Regions from separate parts of the Mus musculus genome. Here region 1 is linked to region 2. The links are chromatin contacts, called in public Hi-C maps. All regions are on one chromosome and are shown on one strand. The core of a region is the stretch at or near the end of the contact, and the rest is flanking DNA. Distances in the headings are between cores, read along the strand shown. Region 1 overlaps Ror1 (receptor tyrosine kinase-like orphan receptor 1). Region 2 overlaps Ror1 (receptor tyrosine kinase-like orphan receptor 1).

Region 1 (4,949 bases), core at 2,413-4,912, 90 kb before region 2:
ACAGTAATGATGGAAGCCCTTTTTTGGCTTAAATCTTACCTGGGTTGTAAAATTAACCCAACTTTTATTGGGTAACGAATACCATAAACCTATAGGGAAAAGAAGGCTCTGGATGACCTCAAGTTGCTTTCTGGAAACCGAAGTAGAGACCAGGGTCTGCCCTGACGCACACTGTCCCTGCTACCCCAGGCCTTGCTCTCCTGTTCCCCCACATTAGTGGAGCCAGGATGTTTAAAGCATCTTTGTGAGAAAAGTTTTCCCTCCCTATGTTAAACTCTTAAGGTTTTCATTTATATCTCTTGGGAGGACAAAATCTTGGAACTACCCCCAGATATAAATCTCTAACCCACTGGGAGTTCCTATAGTTTATGAGTGAGGCTTAAGCTAAACTTCTTACCACTTTTCAAGTTCAAGACTCCTAAAAGTACTAAATATTTCTTCTTTTTCAAACTAAAGTGAGATTCAACTGGTTGGCTGCCCATTTCCAATCACCTGTTCACAGTTGCAGGTGTACTGGATTTTATTTTTATTATTATGCCCAGAACTTCTGCAATTTTGACCACTCTCTCTGGGACAGAGATTTCTTAACGAAAGAAAAAACAAAAACAAAACAAAACAAAAAAACCCCAAACCCAAAACAAGCAAGTGAGTATGCATTGCATCTGAGCAACTTTCAGCCTTGGCTGTATGTTAGGCTTTCTGCAGAAACACTTGAGATGGCTCAACTGCTAAAGCTGCTACCTACAGGCTGGACCATCTGAGCTCTGTCAACCCTTGGAAACTCCCTGTCTCCACCATGTAAGTAGAAGAAGAAAGCTGATATCACAATGTTGTCCTCTAACAACAGAAATGTGGTAGCATGCCTACCCAAGTACACCACACATATAACAACAACAACAACAACAGCAGCAGTTCTTCCAGAGGAGCCTGGTTCAGTTCCCAGCACCCTCATGGCAGCTCACAACTGTTTGTAACTCCTGGTTCTGACACTCTCACACAGGCATATGTACAGGCAAAACATCAAAGCACATAAAATAAAATAAGTTAAAAAGGTGAGAGAGAAAGAACAGTTCAACGCTTCCTAGTCCTTAGGCCCCACCTCCTGTCTATGGGGTCAAACTGTCAGGCTGAGCCTCTAGAATCTACTTTGCTCCAAGCAATGCCGCCCAGCTCCTCCCCTCTTTTATGGAGGGATAGTTCCAGCTCCGAGAAGTTAAGTGATTCCCTGGGATATGCAAAGGCAGTAGGTGATAGCCAGGGTTGAACTGCACTTATGAGCTCAGGCCACTTTACTGTATTGTCAGGTCTGTAACAGTTCTGTGCCTCGGGACTGCTGAGGACTAAATCTATTCACAAGACGTTATAGCAAGTTTTTATTCTGTCTGAGGCACTGCAGATTTCATATGCTTATAAAATACATGTCAAGCCATTTAATAGACAAGAGGATTATGAAGCACGTAGAGGTGTGACTGCTCCCATTTTGGAAATATAGGAGAACATGATGAGGAACAGCGATGTGTAGCTAGTTCTGCCTTCCCTTTACGGTGTGAGTAGCAGCCATGGGGCTGGCTGGTCTCCTACCAATCAAGACCCAGCCACCCTTTCCTTTGCCTTTAGCAGTGGGCGATCTACTAGCATGTACTTCTCCTGATCATGTCTCTTGCTCTCTACCTAAAAACAGGATGCACCAAGGTAGCACAGTCAGGGTGCTGTTGTGGAGTCATGCCACTATCTATCAGGAAGCAACAGGCATTGGGAAAGGGCACCAGGAACCCACTGTTGCCACCTGGATGCTGACTGCATGCTGAGTGATGGTTTCCCTGTGTCTCTCCAACGTCCTTCAGACCAGATGCTGGTTCCTCAACTTTGACCACCAGCGCAGTTCCTATGTGGGGTCCAGCAGAGCAAGGGTCTACCCTTTTTCAGTGTGAAGGACATGGGGCTGCACAAAGGGACAGGGCAGTGAGTGGACGGTGGACTGTCTCTGTAGGATGTTCTTCCTGGGACATGTGGTGGTCACTTGAAAGTGACAATCAGCTGCAAAGTAAAAAGAAGGCCACAGAATGGGGTGGAGGCCGGGACTGGGGTAGGAGGTGGGGCTGGAGTAGGGGGAGGGGGAACTTTGCTATGGATTGATTGGCAAAGGAATCACTGAGCAACTCCACAGGGAAGAGGGACTGAACAATTCTGGGTTTAAAATGGCTAACAAGTTCATGGGGAAAATAATATCACTAATCTTCATAAAATGCAAAGCCACCATGAAATAGTACCTTACTCCAGTCAGAATACTCATTATAATCACTGAACAAAAACTCTGCTGAGAATGTAGAGAAAGGAAAACTCCCATATACTATCAATAAACATGTAAATTAGTGCATTTTGTACATAATAATAGATTACTGGAAACTAAAGGTAGAAAACGACCATAGGGATACAGAAATTCCACAGCTGCTGAATGAATATATATATATATATATATATATATATATATATATATGTATATATATAATGTATTTTGAAAATGTAATGTATATGTTAATCCACATTGATGAATGAATGGGTACATCTGTCTGTCTGTCTATCTGTCTATCTATCTATCTATCTATCTATCCCTTTATAGATCAACCAAGTTTTACTGATGAATGGATGTGTGTGTGTGTGTGTGTGTGTGTGTGTGTGTATGTGTGTGTGTGTGTGAATGAATAGCATTTAGAGATGAAAAATAATGAAATGCTGTCATTTGTGGCAACACGGATTGAAGTGAAGGACATAAGACACATAAGTCAGGCATGTGGCATGTTCTTGCTTTTGCATGGGAGCTAAATGAGTTGAGCCTATACGAATAAAGGGTGGAATTATAGTCACCACAGATAGGCGATTGGTTTGGGTGAAACAGAGAAAAGTTGGTGATCGGGTACAGAACACGGCTAGATGAGAGGAGTCAGATCCAGTGTTCTCTAGCAAAGTGGCGTGGCTCCAGCTAAGTGGTGTATTTTATAATTTAGCATCGCTAGAAGAAAGGATTTTGAATATTTCCAACACAAAACAGAAAAATGATAAATGAGACCCAGGGTCTGGTCTGATGTATACAGTATATATACTGTATACATGCATTAAAACAACACGGAACACTCCACAAATACGCAGAAGTATGTGTCAATTGAAATCTTTTCAAGAAGGGTGAAATGTGATCTCACCAAGAATCCAAGTGAGGGGCCCCAAACCGTTCCAGGGTCAGCAGAAGCTCGCCAGAGACAGAGAAGGGGAGAATCAGTTATGATCCAATACAGTTTCCAAAGTTACTGCCTGTCCTGGAACGTCTTCATTTCCCCAAGAGGAAACAGGACAACGAGCTTGGCGAGCTGTCCTCCAGGAGGAAGTGACACAGTATGTCCTACAGGCTTTAATAGCACATACCGTTTTTGTGACACACAACTTTTGGTGAAGCGGCATCTGGACAGGTGCAGACGGGCGGGGATAAGGCGAGGGCCAGCAGTCTCAAGCAGGCTTTAGCTTGGGATGGTTGCAAGAAGGTGATGGGTGAGATGTGAGGTTCTCTCACAGACTCTGCTTTGTAAAGACCAGTCGGAATGTGAGCATCAAAGAGAACGATGTGTTCACATACCTAACCCCTAGGGTCAATATTCAGAGTGAGCCAATCAGGGTATGTCAGCCCAGGGACCTGATGGCTCACCCAGGAGACCAGTGATTATTAGTCTGGGACTCTATGAACCCTAATATCTGGGATGCCATTGTGAGCACAAGAAGTTCTGAGGTGACTGTGTCAAGTCCTGTGATGGGATCCCACCCCTGGGCACAGACAGTGAATGTCTGTCCCCCTTCGAGAAGCTGGCCTGAACCCCACTCCACATCTTAGATTTTTGCTTTAAAAAATTAAATCAAATTTCAAGGTTTTTCCTGCTCTTGGCTAGGAACCATTAAAACAAACAGAAGAATACTGTTTTGCCATAGTTTCCAGAAACACACGTCACAGTGACTGTGTCTAACTCAGTGGTGGGAAGGTTCAGGCCGTGCTTCAGGGTGGGGCTGGGAATTCACAGCTGCAGTGTACTTGGAAGGAGAGCAGAATTCCCTGGGCTTGTAGCTCACAAATGTAATCCAAAGGAAAATGAGGCATGTAATGTATTTAGTTCCTATTTAAGGACACACTTAAAACCAAAGGACCGCACGGGTGCAGTATTAAAAGATAGGGAGACACTAACGGGAACAAGGGGCCTCAGCTTCTTTAGTTAACTGAGGTTTCCGTGGTCAGGTATGCCTCACCTTCCCAGAGGTTCTTAGATGTTTCCAGTTTTCCTGCTGCGAGGGTCTCCTTCACCTCTGATGTCAGGCTGATGCCAGGAAGCCAGAGGTGACAGCTGGAGCCCTGCCAAGCACAGGGCCCCCATGTTCTATCAGAAATCCTTCACTTAAGCTTTGGTGTGTCTCCAATAACAAACAACCAAATCACTCCCTAAAATCTCCCACCGAGGATAACGGGACTTTGGAATATTATGCAACTCACACAAGCCTGTCTGGGCAGATTTCCTACCACAAACATTACTAGGATTTGATTTGATTTCCCCTGCCTTTTCTTTTATGTCTTTGGCCATGGACTGAAATACTTGGTTTGTGGAAAGAGGAACTCAGGAACTTTTAAAGAGCTTTAAGGGCTCTTTTATATGTAAATAAAGACCTGAAAGATTAAAAAAAAAAAGAGTTGTAAGGGCATCTTACTGTTCAAGAGTAGAGCAAAGCCCACTCTGTGCTTTTATTTTCGGTTTGGTCTGAGCTTTGTCTCGCACTCCTGCTGATGGTAGCTACAGAAGGCTTCAGGCAAAGCAATGGAAAGACAAAGGCATATCCAGTCCCTGGGTCCCCAGAAAGCAACAGGGAGAGATCACATCACACTTAGAATGTCAAGAACTTTAAGGTTGGAAAAGGGAGGT
Region 2 (5,636 bases), core at 2,534-5,033:
TGTGCACACATGTCCATGCACGCACACACACAGGCACCCCCATGGGAAAGAGAGAGCAAGACTCTATAATTCATTTTCATGACAGATGCTTTAAGATCTTACAGATGACAAACAGGACACCCACTTTCATATTTTTTTCCTGCGATCATTCCATCTTGCAAGCTACATTATTCACAAATGAGACATTGAAGAAACACAAATTCTGAAACAGAAGTGTGCATACCGCCAGTGGAAAAGCAAACAAAAGCAGCTAATGTACTGTGGCTAAAAAAATTTTCAAACAAAGTGGCAGTAATTTACTGCCCTTGCTCTTAGCAGGACCCCAGGAACATAATCAGAGCCCCCAGGACTGATGGGAGAGGGTGATTTACAGTAAGTGTCAGGATAATAAAAGAAAATGAAAAAGCAAATTGTGCATGAACACGAACACTGTATTTCAGTGCTTTCAGCAACTGAATCAAATTTCCAGCCAGAATTTCTGGGTGAAACTTAGAAGTCCCTCAAGAAGTAAACTATGAGCCAACCAGTGACCATGCTTGGACACTGCCCCAGTCAGGCTGATGACATCATCAGTGCTGAGAGATGACAGTGATTCAAAAGACACACTTTGTAATTGGAGCAGCAGTGAAGCAGAGGGAAGAACTGGGTTCAAATCCTGAGTCTCTCCCTTGTCTCCTCAGACAGACATTCTTTCAGATGTGAAGCTCATGTAGTTCTGCTGCCTCAGACTGCCATGTGGGTCACACGAGGTACACCAAGTTCATGGAGCATGGTCTAAATGCTCAGCAGGCTGCAGGAACAGGGGAGATTATGGAGAAGGGAGAGGAGCTTTTCACCCAGAGCCTGACTGAAGCCTCTCACCAGCTAAGCAGCAAGAATTCCAACACAACTTACATTTGCTGTAAGGGCTGCCTCCACAGAGTCGCTGTCCTTTTGTGCACAGATATTTAATGTTAAAGCAACAATGAGCTAGGCTTAAGGCTGGAAGGTATAGGGCCCTGAGAGGAGAGCCTCATTTCTTTCCCTAGATATAACTGGAGGATCTAAAGCAAACTGACACTGCCCTGGATCCCTGCGGGTTAGATTTTGAACTAATCAATTGAAATCCTATTAGGTGTCCCTCAGGAACTACTGTGTAACTTCAGCTAGGTTTCCTAGCAACCCCTTAAATACAATAACTTCAAACCCCACCAAAATCCCATACAACTACTGTGCTAACACCATCACAGTACTCTGTACCATCACAGTACCCACACCCTCACAGTATTCATGCCATCACAGGATTTACTACATCACAGTGCTCACACCACCACAGTGCTCACACCACCACAGTACTCACACCCTCACAGTACTCACTCCATCACAGTACTCACTCCATCACAGTACTCATACCATCACAGTGTTCACATCATCACAGTACTCACACCCTCATAGTACTAACACCATCACAGTACTTACTCCATCATAGTACTCACACCATCACAGTGCTCACACCATCACAGTACTTACTCTATCATAGTACTCCATCACAGTACTCACTCCATCACTGTACTCACACCAATGCAGGACTCACACCATCACAGTGCTCACACCATCACAGTACTTACTTACTCCATCACAGTACTCACTCCATCACAGTACTCACACCAATGCAGGACTCACACCATCACAGTACTCACACCATCACAGTGCTCACTCCATCACAGTACTCACACCATCACAGTACTCACACCATTGCAGGACTCACACCATCACAGTACTCACTCCATCACAGTACTCACTCCATCACAGTGCTCACTCCATCACAGTACTCACACCATTGCAGGACTCACACCCTCACAGTACTTACTCCATCACAGTACTCACTCCATCACAGTTGCTCACACCCTCACAGTGCTCACACCATCACAGTACTTACTCTATCATAGTACTCCATCACAGTACTCACTCCATCACTGTACTCACACCAATGCAGGACTCACACCATCACAGTGCTCACACCATCACAGTACTTACTTACTCCATCACAGTACTCACTCCATCACAGTACTCACACCAATGCAGGACTCACACCATCACAGTACTCACACCATCACAGTGCTCACTCCATCACAGTACTCACACCATCACAGTACTCACACCATTGCAGGACTCACACCATCACAGTACTCACACCATCACAGTACTCACTCCATCACAGTGCTCACTCCATCACAGTACTCACACCATTACAGGACTCACACCATCACAGTGCTCACACCATCACAGTAGTAACACCATGACAGTACTCACACCCTCACAGTACCTACTCCATCACAGTACTCACTCCATCACAGTTGCTCACACCCTCACAGTGCTCACACCATCACAGTACTTACTCTATCATAGTACTCACTCCATCACAGTACTCACTCCATCACAGTACTCACTCCATCACAGTACTCACACCCTCACAGTATTCATACCATCACAGGACTCACGCCATCACAGTGCTCACATCATCTCAGTACTCACACCCTCACAGTACTCATACCTTTACAGTACTCACACCACCATACTACTCTGCACTATCACAGTATTCACATCATCACAGTACTCACTCCATCACAGTACTCATGCCATCACAGTGCTCACACAATCACAGTGCTCACACCATCACAGTACTCACTCCATCACAGTACTCACATCATCTCAGTAATACAGAATAGGTTTTTAAATAAAACCCCTTTGAATTTTTCACCCTTATTTTTAAAATTGATAGCAAAGAACAAAGTCTGTTAACTGAGAATTTCACCTTGAGGTTTTGATGGGACTGTAGCCAAGCTAATCCTGCCTTGATACTCTCCTCTGAAGCCTGATGGGATTGTGCCTTTGGTCTGGTCCCATGACAGTTCAGAACACCCCCGAGAGGCTGTGCGTTTGGGGCTGATCTGGTCCTACTCTTGCCACAAAAATCCTGATGGACTGTGTGATTCACTTGTCATTCTGGGTCAGATCTGTTAAACACATGCAAGATCAAGCATGATTCCCGAGAAACATCAACTTTATATTCTCATTTTGAGGATATTTCTACCTTGCACATGCGCGCACTCGCGCGCGCGCGCGCGCGCACACACACACACACACACACACACACACAGGCATACACACACACAAATCATCATTCCCCTCCCCCATATCATTCTCAGAAACAATGTATGTTGCATAATAAAAATATAAGAGAAGGTGAATGTCTGTTTTTCCTGAGAAAAGAAGCCAGGAAGAAAAAGGTGAGACAAAAGGGCTCCTTTTGAATGTTCCTGACAGTTGGTTCTATATTGTCACCTTTCATCTAACAAGGGGGAGGGGACCAAGAGTAGAGAAGAATTGGATCGCACAGACCTGAACACTACCCATATCGCCAGCACCACATACATGGATAAGGGCTTATGCCCAAATTCAAGGCTTCCCAGTGGATGAGAGGAAAGCTGAGCCAAACCATCTGGGTTGTGAGACAGAGATTCATGGCCATTCTAAATTTATCTGTGAAGTAATAGCAGAACGCACATCAGCTCACATGGAAGGCCCAGTTCTCTTAAGCACTAAAACTAATGTAGCCAAATATGAGATACTGCAGACGCAAAGGGTTATGTATTCGGATGGGACAGCCATCCTTCACATCCTTAGACTTCCCAACTGGGATGCATTTACATGAACAAACACTTCTGGGATGATAGGAACTGCACTCTGGGAAGATCGTGATGGCCCGCATTCTTATGGGGGAGACACTTTCACACATGAATCACCCCAGGAAAATGGCAGTTGCTTCAGGATGTTGGCTGCCTGCCCCAGGAGCTGACGCTGAGGGAGCAGTCTAGAGGGACCCACCTTCAGCACGGAATGTCATCAGGATAGTGAAGCTAAGTACCCCATCCCTCTGACTTCCAGAGTCCAGTGACGACTCTGGCATATTTTCTTTCTCTCCCCAGACAGCTCAGACTTTGGTTGAAAAACACTGCTCCTATTATCCAGAACCAAGTCAACTCTTACAAGAAGAGACATTCCCAAAGCAGTGCCCTCCGGACTTTCATAAACTCGACAGGAGAACAATGCACAGGATGATTTAGTGACAATTTGTAATAATCTCAGTAAGAGTTTTATAATAAATCTTTTTTCATAAAATGATGGAAAAGGGAGGATTTGTGAGTCTGTTTCCATTAAACTCACGTCAAAGACATGCCAAGAATTCCCAAGGTATACAATTTAAAAGTGGAAGAAAACTGCAAAATTAGCCAAAGAATGTCCCCAGCTCTGGTCTAAATTTTAAATGTTCTCCAAAGGTCATGTGTTAAAGGCTTTGTCCCAGCCCTGTGGTATTACTCAGAGATAGTGAAAACTCTAAGAAGCATGGTCTAGTGGGTTGACTTTAGGTCACTGAAGCATGTCCTTGACTGGATATTAGGACCCTAGGCCTGTCCCTGCTGCTAGATTCCTGGCCAACATGATGCTTGGATTCACTGTGCTCTCCCTAATCTATGATCTGCTGCACAATAGACCCCAAAGCAGTGGAACTAAATGCACTGTCCCTATTTGTAGTCAACTTGGTACAACCTATCACCTTGGAACAAAAAGTCCCAATGAAGAATTCTTTATATTGGCTTGGTCTCTGAACAGGTTTGTGCAGTCTCTTAACTGGTATGAAAAGACCTAGTCCACTTGTGGGCAGCACCATTCCCTAGGCAGAGGATCCCGAACTATATGAGTGGAGAAATAAAGCTGATTACAAGCACACAACTGAGCATGTGCATATTGTTACTCTCTGCTCTGGACTTTGAGTGTGATGTGACCAGCTGTCTTGAGTTCCTGGTGTTGTGCTGTCCCCCTAGTAATGGACTGTAACCTGGAATTGTGAGCTAAAATTGAGCCCTCCTCCTTTAGGTGGCTTTTGGTCAGGGTATTTTATCACAGCAGCAGAAATGAACAAAGATGCTCAGTGTCTCTAAGTCCTAGCTTCCTGGAAACCAGTAGGAATGTATCATTGGTATAAGGTACTATTTATGTTGTCTAGTATGTGGAAGTTACTCTATAATCATTCAGAATTATTGCTAATTTTATTATTATATTGATATGATTAATGTTGACAAGAAAGCTTATTCTGTGGTAAACCATGAGAACAATACATGCCATTTGGTGATATCAATGTTTCTTACAAGCCTCATCTAACTAAAGCATTGTACACGTTCTTCTCACATTCTGGGTTGGCAATTACATGTACTAGAATGCCAAGAGTAGAAATCCAACTCTCGGGATGGAGTGATTGCTCAGCAGTTAAGAACTCTGACTGTTCTTCTGAAGGTCTTGAGTTCAGAACCCAGCAACCACATGGTGGCTCACAACCATCCACCATGAGATCCTATGCTCTCTTCTGGGGAGTCTGAAGACAGCTGCAGTGTACTTACATATAATAAATAAATCTTTAAGAAAGAAAGAAAGAAAGAAAGAAAGAAAGAAAGAAAGAAAGAAAGAAAGAAAGAGAGAGAGAGAGAGAGGGAGGGAGGGAGGGAGGGAGGGAGGGAGAAGGAAGGAAGGAAGGAAGGAAGGAAGGAAGGAAGAAAGAAAGAAAGAAAGAAAGAAAGAAAGAAAGAAAGAAAGAAAGA

The links. Hi-C and Micro-C count contacts between places; a contact is called where the count stands out from the background.
Region 1: a contact with region 2 is called in a Hi-C map of ventricular fibroblasts, with 7 times the contacts expected there. The contact joins two enhancer-like sites. A contact is called at or near these places in 13 of 484 Hi-C or Micro-C datasets (3T3-L1-derived adipocytes, the AML12 cell line, adipose-derived mesenchymal stem cells and 6 more) and 3 of 115 datasets of contacts at active chromatin or transcription factors (bone marrow-derived dendritic cells, fibro-adipogenic progenitors and liver).

Annotation. Positions count from the first base shown.
Region 1 is chr4:100,400,849-100,405,797 of GRCm38.p6, reverse strand. The region is part of intron 4 of Ror1 (receptor tyrosine kinase-like orphan receptor 1); the gene reads right to left. Among named protein-coding and RNA genes, the nearest start is that of Gm35760, 9.9 kb to the right of the region's middle. Within about 2 kb of position 3,662, at least 20 of the 459 cell types and tissues checked have an H3K27ac peak or open chromatin away from gene starts, as enhancers often do.
Region 2 is chr4:100,310,173-100,315,808 of GRCm38.p6, reverse strand. The region is part of intron 2 of Ror1 (receptor tyrosine kinase-like orphan receptor 1); the gene reads right to left. Among named protein-coding and RNA genes, the nearest start is that of Gm35760, 80 kb to the left of the region's middle. Within about 2 kb of position 3,783, at least 13 of the 459 cell types and tissues checked have an H3K27ac peak or open chromatin away from gene starts, as enhancers often do.